Regions from separate parts of the Mus musculus genome. Here regions 2 and 3 are each linked to region 1. The links are chromatin contacts, called in public Hi-C and HiChIP or PLAC-seq maps. All regions are on one chromosome and are shown on one strand. The core of a region is the stretch at or near the end of the contact, and the rest is flanking DNA. Distances in the headings are between cores, read along the strand shown. Region 1 holds the start of Runx2 (runt related transcription factor 2). Region 2 has its middle 29 kb from the start of Gm35204. Region 3 has its middle 16 kb from the start of Gm41582.

Region 1 (3,887 bases), core at 378-2,877:
AAGGGAACCTAGGCTTACATGGTAGTGGGCGCACAGGTGAGAAGGGGGATCTGCTCGCGGTGGCCGCTGCGGGGTATGTAGATCAGAGCCACCTCGGTCCCCTGAGTGGAGCCACCAAGGCTGGAGTCTTGGAGGACACCCATGGGCACCGAGACCACGGCGGGAAGGTTCCATGGGGCCGGGCCAGGATCTGGGGGTGACCAGTCTCTTACCTTGAAGGCCACGGGCAGGGTCTTGTTGCACCGCCAGTGCGAGGGCAGCACGGAGCACAGGAAGTTGGGACTGTCGGTGCGGACCAGTTCGGCCGGGTGGTCCGCGATGATCTCCACCATGGTGCGGTTGTCGTGCGGCGGCCTCAATCGGGGCACTGCGGCCGCCGCCGCTGCTGCCGCCGCCGCTGCCGCCGCTGCTGCTGCGGCCGCCTCCTGCTGCTGCTGCTGCTGCTGCTGTTGTTGCTGTTGCTGTTGTTGCTGCTGCTGTTGCTGCTGCTGCTGCTGCTGTTGCTGCTGCTGCGCAGCCACCACCGGGCTCACGTCGCTCATCTTGCCGGGCTGCAGGCTGCTGGAGGGGGGGCTGAAGCGCCGGCTGGTGCTCGGATCTACAGGAATACGCATCACAACAGCCACAAGTTAGCGAAGTGGCCGGGGGAGGGGGAGGAGGGTGGAAATGGGGGGCGAGGAGGAGGAAATCGAGGGGGTGGAGGCGAGACGGGGGCGGAAAGAGGATGGAGGTGACGGGACAGAGGAGGTGAGAAATCAAGTTCGAGGAAGCCGTGTGCCGGGCGGAGTCTGCTGGGGGCCGGCGACTGGAGACCGGACAGAGTCGGGGTAGCGGGTGGGGACACCCGAGAGGCGCGGATCTCCACCGGGAGGCTTGGGAGTCCCTGGCGGTGGCTGCAACGAGCGGGACGCGGGGGCGTGTTTGGCCCAGCCGCCGCAAGGGACTTGAAGTTAACAGCTTGCAGTAGGGGCCCCTTGGGGCACCGTGTCCTGGGTGCGCTGGCGCCCCGCTCCGGGTTCCAGTACGGTAGTGGAGCCCCGCAGGTTCAGCAGTCCATCTCGGCGGTGCGTGTGGCTCCTCGCTGTCCGCCACCGCCAAGCAGAGCGCGGCTGCCCAGCTCGCGGCGCCGTCGCTTGCCCGCGCCGCCTCCTCCGCCTCCTCCTCCGAGGCCGCTGCGCGCTCCCCGCGCCGGCAGCGCGCTCCGAGTCCTCCGGCCGCCGAGTCCTTCCTTTCCCCGGCTTCTCCTCTCGCCCTCTCCTTCGCCGCCGTCTAGCTCGCAGCCTCGTCTCTCCTGCTCTTTGCAAAGTGCCCCGGGCCCCCCTCGCGTTTCAAGGTGCCGGGAGGTAAGTGGGGGCGGGGGGAGAGCGGATCTCGGGGCGACAGATCTGGAGCCTGCGGATCGCAGCCGCTGCCGCCGCCCGCCGGCCGCTAGAAGCGCCGCTGCGCTCGCTCGGCGCCCGAAGCTGTAGGGAGGAGGTCCCCGCCTAGGACATCGCCGCCTGCGTCCTCGGCTCCCCACTTCACCCTCAGGACCGGGAACCACTTCTCGGTCTGACGACGCTAAAGCTGAGAAGCGGGAGAGCCTCAGGCTGCTCCGACTGGCGTTAATTTTTCGTTGTTAACTTCAGGAGAGGAGGAAGGGAAATTCTCAAGTCTCCACGTTGACTTCTGAGCACTCTTCACCCTGCCCCCAACCCCACCCCACATTGGTTGGGGCGGGGGGCAGGTTTTTACAGGCTTCGGGAGTGCCCCCCCTTAGGTGACACCAAAATGGGTGACAGGAGTGTTTGTCAAAATAGTTTTAGAAACTCTAACGGATGTCTGGACACTTTTCTTATATATTCCTTCTTGTCATTATTGGAGAATAAGGATGGGTTGCTTTTTTAATAAAAAGAACTAAAAAATGACAGCTTGGTAATTAAAATAAGTTGTAAGTTGATAAAATGCTTGCTGGGAAAGGGGGAATACACAGCGGTTATCCATTCATTTCCCAATCTTTTATTAAGTGTAGTCTTCGTCTCAGACTAAGTCTAGTGTCTAACTGTCTTTCTAGCCACTCCCCACTTTGGGGGGTTAAAAATAAAAAGTTTAAAAAAAAGTTCAGTAATTATTTATTTATGTTTTTGTTTCCCGGCGTTATGGGGGGAGGCGATTTTGGAATCCCCAAAAGATTGTGGTTGAGAGATGAAGGAGTGCGGGGAGCGGCAGCAGTTTTGTTTTTTTTTTGTTTGTTTTTTTTTTTTTTGTTTGTTTTTTTACCTAAAATGTGGTTTTTGGAGGCTGGGATTTCTAATGATTAGGTTTTTGTGGTTTATATAGACACGACTCAAACTGAGGCGATCATTATACTGATGGGAATCAGAAGCACGTGGGTGTCTCCGACCAGCCTCAAATTCTGAGCCTTCAAAACAAATCAAACAACGTGCGGCGGCGCCCACAGAAGCCGGGAAATCCGCCGGAGGCTGATACACCCCAAGAACCAGGCAGAAGCAATATCGGGCTGGCTCACCTCTCAGCGTGATGTTCTGTTATATGTCTTGCCTAACCTATTATTTTAAAACTTCCAACGCTTCCAAATAGAATCATTTTACCAAAATCCCCGGCGATTCGTAACAAGGTAGTTGACGCAACTGTGATTTGGTGAAATCAATGAAAAATTGGGAGTCGTCCCCTAGGAGGACTAAAGAAGAGGGCTAGCTGGGTAACATTTCTCACCATCCGTCTTATTTAAAGCTCTTCACGTAGCCATTAATTTGGGGCTTTTACTGCTGGGGTGCAAATGCCTTCCAAATTCAGCAAGGGACCTGTCATGACCCTCCCTAGCGCAGTTGCCACTCTCTGACCTTCCCTCCCCGCGCGCCCAGCAGGGCCCAGAAAAGGTACCCGGAGCGCGCAAAAGAGGTTGTTTGCGCCTCTTTGCAACTCGAGACTAGAAAATACAAAAAGTGGATCGCTGTGCTCAGATGGTCTGGGGACCCGTGCTCCTGTGCCTGAGAGGCGCTCTGGGGGTTGAGGAGTGGACAGAGTTGAGTGTGACTGCTTGCTCTCTCACAGGCTAGGGATGATACTGGGGAGCACTCCTGTGCCCTCCCCCTTTGAGTCACTGCTTCTGCCTCCCCTTTCTGCTTGCACCACTTACAACTATGCAAACCCCCCCCCCCCCCGCCGCCGCCGCCGCCGCCCACGTCCCATGTCGGTCTTTCCTTGTCTCTTGCTCTCTTTCCGGATTCTTCCACCAGTCCTCCCTCAGACTTGAGTCACCTCCCTGAGCCACTCAGTCTCCCTCTTCTTCCACTGCCCGCTCCTCTATGCCACTACCTGTGGCGCCCACATCTCCCACCCGACTTCCTCGTAGCTGGTGGCCTCTGTGTCCCTAGCGCTCACTCCCGATATACATTACAGGTGGAGCGAGTTACTGAGCTGTCTCCTAAGGGTGCTACTTTAAATATCTTTTTGATCACAGGGGAGAGCTCTAAGCCTGAATACTGCCTCACCGCGTGTGTGCGCTCCCTTGCACTAATCGCCCCAGCCATAGACGCCAGCCTAGAAAAGGAAGCCAGGCTTCCTAACCCATCTAAGAGAGAAACTGCACCCAAACTAACTTGTATCCTCGCAAATTCATAACCTGACGTCATGACTCAATTACATACCTACCCCTCCTGCCCTTAGTGGGACAGCTTTCTTTAGTGGCACAGCCCACAGAGATGGCTTGCTTTCATTGCCCCTCATTTTAAGTGTTGGGAACTGCAGAAGAGCAGAGAGTCCCCAGAAATCGATAGTGTCGATAGTGGGAGAGGGTATTTTGTTCTCCTCCCAGGAAACCCACAGAACAAGGGACTTCCACAAACTGACAGAACTGAGAAACGGCCCATGTTTCAAATAGGGGC
Region 2 (3,887 bases), core at 790-3,289, 590 kb after region 1:
AGCAGCAGGCTCTTTGGCCCCATCTACTCTGTCCTTCTCTAACCTGAGCAATGTTTGGGAAGCAATGTCTCTCACATGTATCAATCCTCACTCTTCAAAGGTGAGCTCTCCAGACCAGCAGCAACCAAGAACTTGTCCAATGCACATTTCTGGTCTTGCCCAGACCCACCTGCTCATAGACAACTCTGATATCTGCATTTTTAACAACAGGACTTGCCAAAACCATCAGCGACTGTGAAGATGGGACAATGGAGAAGACATCGTCCCCTCAAGCCACAGAGATGAGACACACTCCCCTCCTGTGTGACATCCCATTGCCTTGCTTCAGTCCTTCCTACCGGTATGGTAGCAGAACTCGAGGTTGAGTAGCTTTACAGTCTCAGTAAGGCTCTTCCTCTTCAGAGCCTCAGTTTCCTTCCTACAAGCCCTTCGCCCAGTCCAGTTGCCAGGAGCAGGCTGAATCATCTTGTCTTCAATAATTCCTTGTACAAGTTGCTCAGCCTTTCTGAGCCTATTCTCTGTAAAGCAGGAACACCAATGGCCTGCCACAGTGGTATTGCAAGGCTTACCTGGGGTGTACAGGAAGCACCTATCCCGTTGGTATTCAAGCGTTCTATTGGTGCAGTAATCTGGAGAGAATGTTATCAATGAATTATGCTTTCTTTGTCTACAAATCACAATCTCATCTTGGTCCACATAGGTCAGTCTTCAGAGGGAGGTTCCATTTGTTTGGTTTGAATTTTCCTTCCCAAAAAACCACTGCTTCCTGCTACTACCAGTGCAGGTAAAACCAGGACTCTGTAGGACAGTTCAGGGCTGTTTTGTTTGTTTGTTTGTTTGTTTGTTTGTTTTAAGACAGAAGACTCCTCTTTGTAGCCCAAGCTAGCCCTGATCCCATAATCCCCCATTTCCGCTTCCCGCATGTGTAGGATAATAGCTACATCCCAAGGCTAAGCTAAGCCAGATTTTCTCTTTTGTTTATGTCCGTAGGCTTGATGTTCATTTGTGTGTGCATACAGTTGGGTCAGAAGAGGATGTTGAGTGTCTTTCTAAAATCATCTATTTGCCTCATTCCCTTGAGATGGGATCCCTCCAAGAACATGGAGCTAGGTTGCCAGGCAGCAAGGCTCAATATCCCTGAGTCTCCAATCCCCTGCCCATTGCTGCAGTTATAGGCTTGAGTGTAACCACACCCACCTTTTTTACACAGATGCTGGGGGTTCACACTCAGCCCCTTTGTGCTTTAGAAGCAAGAGCCCTTACCCACCGAAGCAGCTTTAGGAGAGTTCGGCTCCGTGGCTATGCACAGCCTATCAAAGAAACAGGAAACCCCAGATCTCAGACTCCAGGCCACAGGACCGGGCAGAAACACCCCCACCTCTGTAGAACGGAAAGGCCCAGAGACCTGAGCAGGTACAGATGTCCTTTTTCAAGCATGCTTTCGCTACTCAACTCCAGATAGCTCTTCTTAATGAGAACATGAACATAGGGTTGCCATGGTACCAGTTATCCATAAAGAGGCCAGGACATCTGGATGTGATATTTCCCGGGTTTGGTGTTTTTTTTTTTTTTAAGTGTCACCATGTGGAGCATTTGGTAGAGAAAGACACTAAAATAACTCAATAACTTAATATCTATCCAGCACAATCCTGGGAAATCGTTACTACAATTATCTCCGCTTTATGTTGAAGAAACTGAGGCCCAAAGTTATCCATGGAAAAGCAGAGTAGGGAGAAGCCCAGCACGGGAGGGGTTAAAGCAGAAAATATAGACCCTTGTGTTGAATAAAAGGAGACAGAGCCAATTTTTCCTACCATAACAGTAAATTGGCCCCAAATTAAGCCAATACCCAGTTCTTATTGCTTCTGCAAAGAATTAATAAACCATGACATCTTCTGAAATGGGGGAGGCCAGCTGCTCGGGGACATGTCAGAAAGCTTTTTACGGGCTTGGAGATGTTCTGCCTTAGCGAGTTAACGGAGTCCACCACAAGCACGCAGAGAGGGAAAGTGCCCGCTCCCAGCTGGGCTCAGAACTCTTCCCACCGCCAGGAGCCAGGCCATGCAGTAGCTGACTCTCCGGGGCGTTAATGGCTGCGGCCTCCCAGAGAACACTCTGGAATATTTTAGGTTTATATTTTGCAGATGGTGTGCCAAGTCCTTCCCTCATTTTGCCTATTAGATGGCTAGTTTCCTTTTCCTAGTTAAGGGATTAACTAGAATTATCAGTGATCATAAGCTTCTCCCACAGGCAGGTCAAAGGAAATGAATGGAAACTGTGGCAATAAGAGCGCCGGGCAGACCCACAGAAGCACGCCTGCCTGGAGAGTTCTCCCTGGCACTGCAGGCCAGCTAGCAAGGGGGATGCAGGCTGAGCTAGAGATTTCCACAGGGCTCCGCTCAGAGCGCAGCTTACAGGCAAAGTCTCCAGGGACATCAGGGAGCCAGGTGAGATCTTGGCGGTGGGAAGTATCAGAAACTCGGACTTAAAGGAGGAGAGGGAGTTTCCAAATATTCTACTCTCACTCTTTCATTGCCGGGTGGGGGCAAGAAAATTGGGAAAGCGAGAAGTGATCGCCGAAGGGTCCCATGGCTAAATAACAGCAGAGATGAAACTGAGCCTGGGTCCCAGCCCTTGATGCCCAACCTAGATCCCTAGAGATAAGACCACACACTGTTCCGGTTCTCAGTTCAATGACCTATAAAATGAATCTCAGAGCATCACACTTCCATCATATATATCATATATGGTCTCCCTGGTCTTTGTGACAGGATGCCTATTAAGGACCACGACTTCCCTGTCTTTATCTGGGAATGCTCTCTGTATGAGCTCGAACCTAGGTGGCCTTGGTTAATGTTGAGAGACTGGTAACGATTCAACTCTAAGAGGTTGAGGTTTATCTCCTGTATAACGCATCTCTGGGATGTGTTTGACATGATGCTTCCGTGTCACAGGACGGTGTCATTACTGCAACTGTCACAGAGGGAAAGAGGAAAACTGGGCCCTTAGAGCCACATCAAAATTAGCAGATGCTGTTTGCTTATACTAAATGGCGAGCGTCCACTGATGTATGTATAATATGAATAAGTATTCCTTGTATGTTTCTGTCAGTGTGAGCATCTCATAACGAATAGTCACATTTCCACAGTGCGGCGAGGGATGGCGTTCGGCTGACACAGTCAAAGGGATGAATAGCACCCTCAAGTTCACTCCTAAAACAGAGTGTGACCATGACACTTGGCATTCATTCAATGCCACCATTCATAGCCATAACACTGGGCAGCTGCCTGTCTGCGCTGATGGAATGTTCTAGACTTTGGTGGCAGAGAAGTCAAGAAAACACCATCCTTTTGCTCTCAAGGATGAGACTGAAGATGGTATTGCCACAAAACAAAGCAACTGTCACTGCAAGGGAGGAATGAAGAGAGCTGGGTTAGCCAAAGGCACACACACCCTGTCCCACCACAGATGTGCTCGGAGATGACTGAAGTCTGGCCCTCCCTGAGGACAGTTTAAGATCCCTGGCCTTCTCTGCTCACTTCCTGTTACAGACTATTTACACGTATGATCCATGAAACTTAAATGGCACAAAGATCCATAAAAATGAGCGCACACACACACACATATATACACACACACCAGCATGACATACAAGTCTGGAAGGGAAGTATGGGAGTGACTTTGTGCCATTGCTGTGGGACTTTGTTTTGAAATGGATCAACAGCAAGTATATGGGCCAATGTTATGGTTCTGAGTATCCGTGCCTTAGTTTCCCAACCTGAGCACAGCACCCCAAGTTCAAGGCCATGTCTGCACACTTTCAAGTCCTGAAATGCAGCATAAAAGCGGGTGGGTAAACAAACAGACAACCACACCTTGCTCCAGCT
Region 3 (3,887 bases), core at 414-2,913, 540 kb after region 1:
GAGGGGGTTGAAAATACTTGACAATAGATGTAACTTTCCATGTCCAAAGGTCCTGCATTTGACTTCAGGATCTTCACCTCCAGCTCAGCAGACCCGGCCTGAGCATCACTGTATGTGGTACTCTGCTGGTCACTGGGCTGTAAATCTTACTCCTGGCATCCTTCTGCCTAGCTGGCATGACCTCGCATGTAGCTGAATGGGGAGGGAGGTTGGCCCTAGGATGAATCAGGCATGGTGCAGAAAGGTGTACCAGGAGAGAAATGAATTGGGGGGGGGGGTGGAAAATGTAAAATGTTACAGCTATTCCCATGAGGCTCCTGGGGCAATCAAAGACAAGCTCAAAATGCATTGAGCTGACCACTTGAAAGGACACATGCCTTGGCATATGGGGATGCTGATGTCTTGGTCCACTACTCGGCTTATGGGGTCTGCCCCAACACCTCCTGCCTCAGTGCCCTGCCAGGATGCGATGTTACTCTTCTTCCCTTCACTGGAAACTTGTCCCCAAGTAACACTTCCTAGGCCTGGGTGACAGACTACAGCGGCAAGGGCTGAGGGAGTCCCGGGAAACCTCTAGGAGGAGATGTAGGGGGCTTTGGATGTTGCCTTTCTAGTATATTCAGAAGCTGAGGTTTGCAGAAGGCGTGGGCAGGAAGACACAGACCCCAACATTAGTGACCTGCTGTGCCCCTATAGCCTCTTGAGTGATGCAGAACAAGATCCTCATGGCCCCACATCAAAGGCCAGCCAGATTTCAGACTGAGTCCCTCTGCCAGTCCAGGCCTGGCTTATTCTGTCACCTCTCCTGCTGGCCTGCTAAGGGGATGGGGATTCAGATCTTACGTAGGTCACTTTAGTGCCTCTGAAACAGATCTGGGAGGTGTAAGGGGTTCAGATCCTCCTAGAACAGGCAGGATTAAGTAGGGCGTGCCATGCCAGGGGGAAGAGCAATGTGGGATGTTCTGGAAAACTGCTGGGTCCCTAAGGTCGCAAGGGTTGTTTGAGCACTCATCTTTCTATAGTTTCCTACCATCTTTCTCTGATGTAGTAAGAGCCACATTCTACAGCCTCTATCAGACCCATGCCTGCTACCAATCTTATTGATATTTCTGTCTGTCTGTTCCCAGGATCCAACAAGATGCAAAATGCACACATGCATACACACACACACACACACACACAGAGAGAGAGAGAGAGAGAGAGAGAGAGAGAGAGAGAGAGAGAGAGAGAGATCACTGCTTACAGATATGTACACAGAGAGAACGGTTCCTTTCAAAAGCAAAATACAGGAGCATATGCAATTGTATTTCCTTCTAGATTTCTGAAATCTGGAAACATCTCAAGGGCTGGGATGTAGCTCAGTGGTTGATCACTTACCGGGCATGGGCAAGGCCAGGGACCACACACATGCACACGAACAGTCATTACCCCAAAACTTACAGTTGAGAAAAGTTTCGACCATCACAAATGAGTAACATATAGGTACAGAAGAACAAGTTCCAGGGACTGAGATTTGGGGACAGTAGTTCTCAAGCCCTCGAGGGTCCTGGGAAGTATTCCCCAGGCTAGCATGTCTGGGCATGGTGTTCCAGACTCCAGCACAAGGACTCTGTGTACAAGCCTGTGCACCATGGCTTCCAGAAGTTCCAATGCCTCTGCTTCAGTCAGACGAGGCAGCATAAAATCTGCATTTAATTGCAAGTGTCGTAAAAAGAAATAATCACACAGAATACCAAGTTAGCATTGAAACGATGCAGCCTTGACTGAGTGCCTGAGCCTGGGACGTCTTTTGACTGAAATTCTTACAAAGCTGTAAACTATAAGTCAGATTTTCTTCAAGAACGTGTCTTCTCTCGTTAGGATGATGTTAGCTTTTAAGAGTGTTCCCAGCCTTTTCTGGGAAAAGGAGATGGAGGTGGAGATGAAGGATATGGAGAGGGGAGGGAGGGGCGGGGAGAAGGAGCGAGGGGGAGGGGCAAGCCGCCTCAGATCCCTCTTTAAAATGTCTTTGTTTTTAATTATCCATGTCTTGGATGACAGTGAAATCAGCCTCTGTCTGGAGTTTTAAATTCAGATAAAGCAGATGCTTTGCACCGTGGCCTTTGCTCTGCCTCCCAGACGGCAGCCTTGCCCCATTTGAAGATTATTTATTGCTATGCAGCCATCCTTCATGCTGCTAAATGATTCTCTGTGCTGAGTGGAGAAACTAGCCCAGGGGAAGAATTTATACAGCTTCTCAGAACTCGGGACAATCCACATCTTCCCTGGAAGCGGGTTTTTTTTGGGGGGGGGGGCTTGAGAGCCAGCAGCGTTCTCTGGGTTCTGGAGCAAGCACCTCTGTGTCCCAGCTTCAGGAAAGGACCCTGAGTCTCCTGGTGGCAGCTGCTTAAGCTTGCACCACTGCAAAAGGAGAAAAACAACTGCTTTTAGAAGCTCTCTGGGAAGGTCCTCAGATCCTTCCAACTTCCCACCCTCAGAGATGTCCAGGAGGTGGTCACCCTGGGGGACTTAAAATGCAAACACATCCCAGTAGGCTAATGCCAACCTCTCCCAGCTCCCTGCTCAGGTCCAAAATCAGTTCACACCTCCTCATTCTTGTCCTATTAATCACCATGCCCCAGAGAACCCAGCCGCACCAGTCAACTCAGGCCAGGATGAGGGTGGGGGTAGGGAGTGGACGGTGGAAGCAGGGAGGATAGAACCACAATCCGTGCTTTCAGATTTTTTTTGAAATTAATTTCATTTCCTGCTCATATTTGTAATTTTGCTTCTGTTACCAGAATGCAATTGGGCTGTACCTCTTGAAAGAAAAACTGTACATTCTATAATTAGACCTTTCTTTCTTTCTTTCTTTCTTTCTTTCTTTCTTTCTTTCTTTCTTTCTTTCTTTCTTCCTTTCTTCCTTTCTCTCTCTCTCTCTCTCTCTCTCTCTCTCTCTCTCTCTCTCTCTCTCTCTCTCTCTCTCTCCTTCTTTTCTTTCAGAAAATTCAAGGCTATATTTTGCAGGCTGCACTCCTCCCTGGGAAGAGAGGGTGAGCCATAGCCTCTGCCTTCTTTCTGCATTAGGTCTCACCTCCTGCTGCTCCCGACCCAGCTAGGCAGTTCTCAGGAGCCTTGAGAGACCACTGGACCAGAAGAGCCTCCCTCCTTGGCTTGCTCCCCTTCTGTTTTCTCTTCCTTTCCCAATCTTCCTCTCTGTCTGTTCTTGAATCTCTTTTCAATTAAAATAAAATAAGGGGCAGGAGTTGGGGACACAGCTCTGTAAATGCTTACCATGCAAGCATTGGATCCTAGAACCCAGGCTAAAGCGAGGGGCCACTGGGCTTGTTTGTAATGCCAGGGCTAGGGATGCTGATTCCTAAAGCTCAGGTTAGACATAATATCAAATCCCAAGTTCAGAGAGAGAGAGAGTGCATCTTGAAAAATAAGGGGAAAAGAAACAGAGGAGGCTGTTCAGCGCCAGCCTCTGGCCACCACGTGAACATGCACATACATGCATATGTACACACACCAACACATACACATATATGCACACAAAAGGTTTTTAAGAGCTTAAAGAACAGATGAAGAGTATATTAAACATATAAAATTTTATTATGTTAAATATATACATTATGGATAATTCTATAAACTCTTACTTTACACTTAGTTCTATTATGTTTAGTGGGGAGTCTCCCAGGTCCAGCCTGTTAAAAACAATGAATTAGAAAGAAATGAGTCAACCTTAAAGGGGCCATAAAGGAAGCCAGCCTACCACACCCAGCATTTCTGCAGGAGACATAGATGATGTTGGAGATGCACTTATAATTAGTGTACAGAAATGTTACATTATCATCCTAAAGAAAAATAAGCAAAATGTACAATTAGCTTTCCATATCACAATTGCA

Evidence for each region. Hi-C and Micro-C count contacts between places; a contact is called where the count stands out from the background. HiChIP or PLAC-seq counts read pairs in DNA pulled down with a chosen protein or histone mark.
Region 2: an H3K4me3 HiChIP or PLAC-seq map of craniofacial prominence shows a contact between it and region 1, with 5 times the contacts expected there. The contact joins the enhancer-like site here to the promoter of Runx2 in region 1. A contact is called at or near these places in 5 of 39 promoter capture datasets (cranial neural crest, frontonasal cranial neural crest, maxillary cranial neural crest and 2 more), 10 of 115 datasets of contacts at active chromatin or transcription factors (SST interneurons, craniofacial prominence, embryonic forebrain and 7 more) and 1 of 9 other capture datasets (embryonic stem cells).
Region 3: a Hi-C map of cortical neurons shows a contact between it and region 1, with 2.4 times the contacts expected there. The contact joins the enhancer-like site here to the promoter of Runx2 in region 1. A contact is called at or near these places in 9 of 39 promoter capture datasets (the 3T3-L1 cell line, cranial neural crest, frontonasal cranial neural crest and 5 more), 1 of 15 datasets of contacts at CTCF or cohesin (pro-B cells), 8 of 484 Hi-C or Micro-C datasets (the AML12 cell line, adipose-derived mesenchymal stem cells, cortical neurons and 4 more), 11 of 115 datasets of contacts at active chromatin or transcription factors (the NIH/3T3 cell line, craniofacial prominence, embryonic basal ganglia and 7 more) and 2 of 9 other capture datasets (adipose tissue and embryonic stem cells).

What each region holds. Positions count from the first base shown.
Region 1 is chr17:44,735,021-44,738,907 of GRCm38.p6, forward strand. Runx2 (runt related transcription factor 2) reads right to left here and starts at 1,628. Exons shown (of 7, transcript NM_001145920.2): 1 at 213-1,628. The coding sequence starts at 614. RefSeq lists a promoter at 1,383-3,887 and a cis regulatory region at 2,519-2,527.
Region 2 is chr17:45,324,947-45,328,833 of GRCm38.p6, forward strand. No RefSeq gene overlaps it. Among named protein-coding and RNA genes, the nearest start is that of Gm35204, 29 kb to the left of the region's middle. Within about 2 kb of position 2,040, at least 21 of the 459 cell types and tissues checked have an H3K27ac peak or open chromatin away from gene starts, as enhancers often do. A contact at or near this core is called in craniofacial prominence, embryonic limb bud and second pharyngeal arch cranial neural crest, where this site is marked.
Region 3 is chr17:45,277,563-45,281,449 of GRCm38.p6, forward strand. No RefSeq gene overlaps it. Among named protein-coding and RNA genes, the nearest start is that of Gm41582, 16 kb to the left of the region's middle. Within about 2 kb of position 1,664, at least 11 of the 459 cell types and tissues checked have an H3K27ac peak or open chromatin away from gene starts, as enhancers often do. A contact at or near this core is called in cortical neurons, where this site is marked.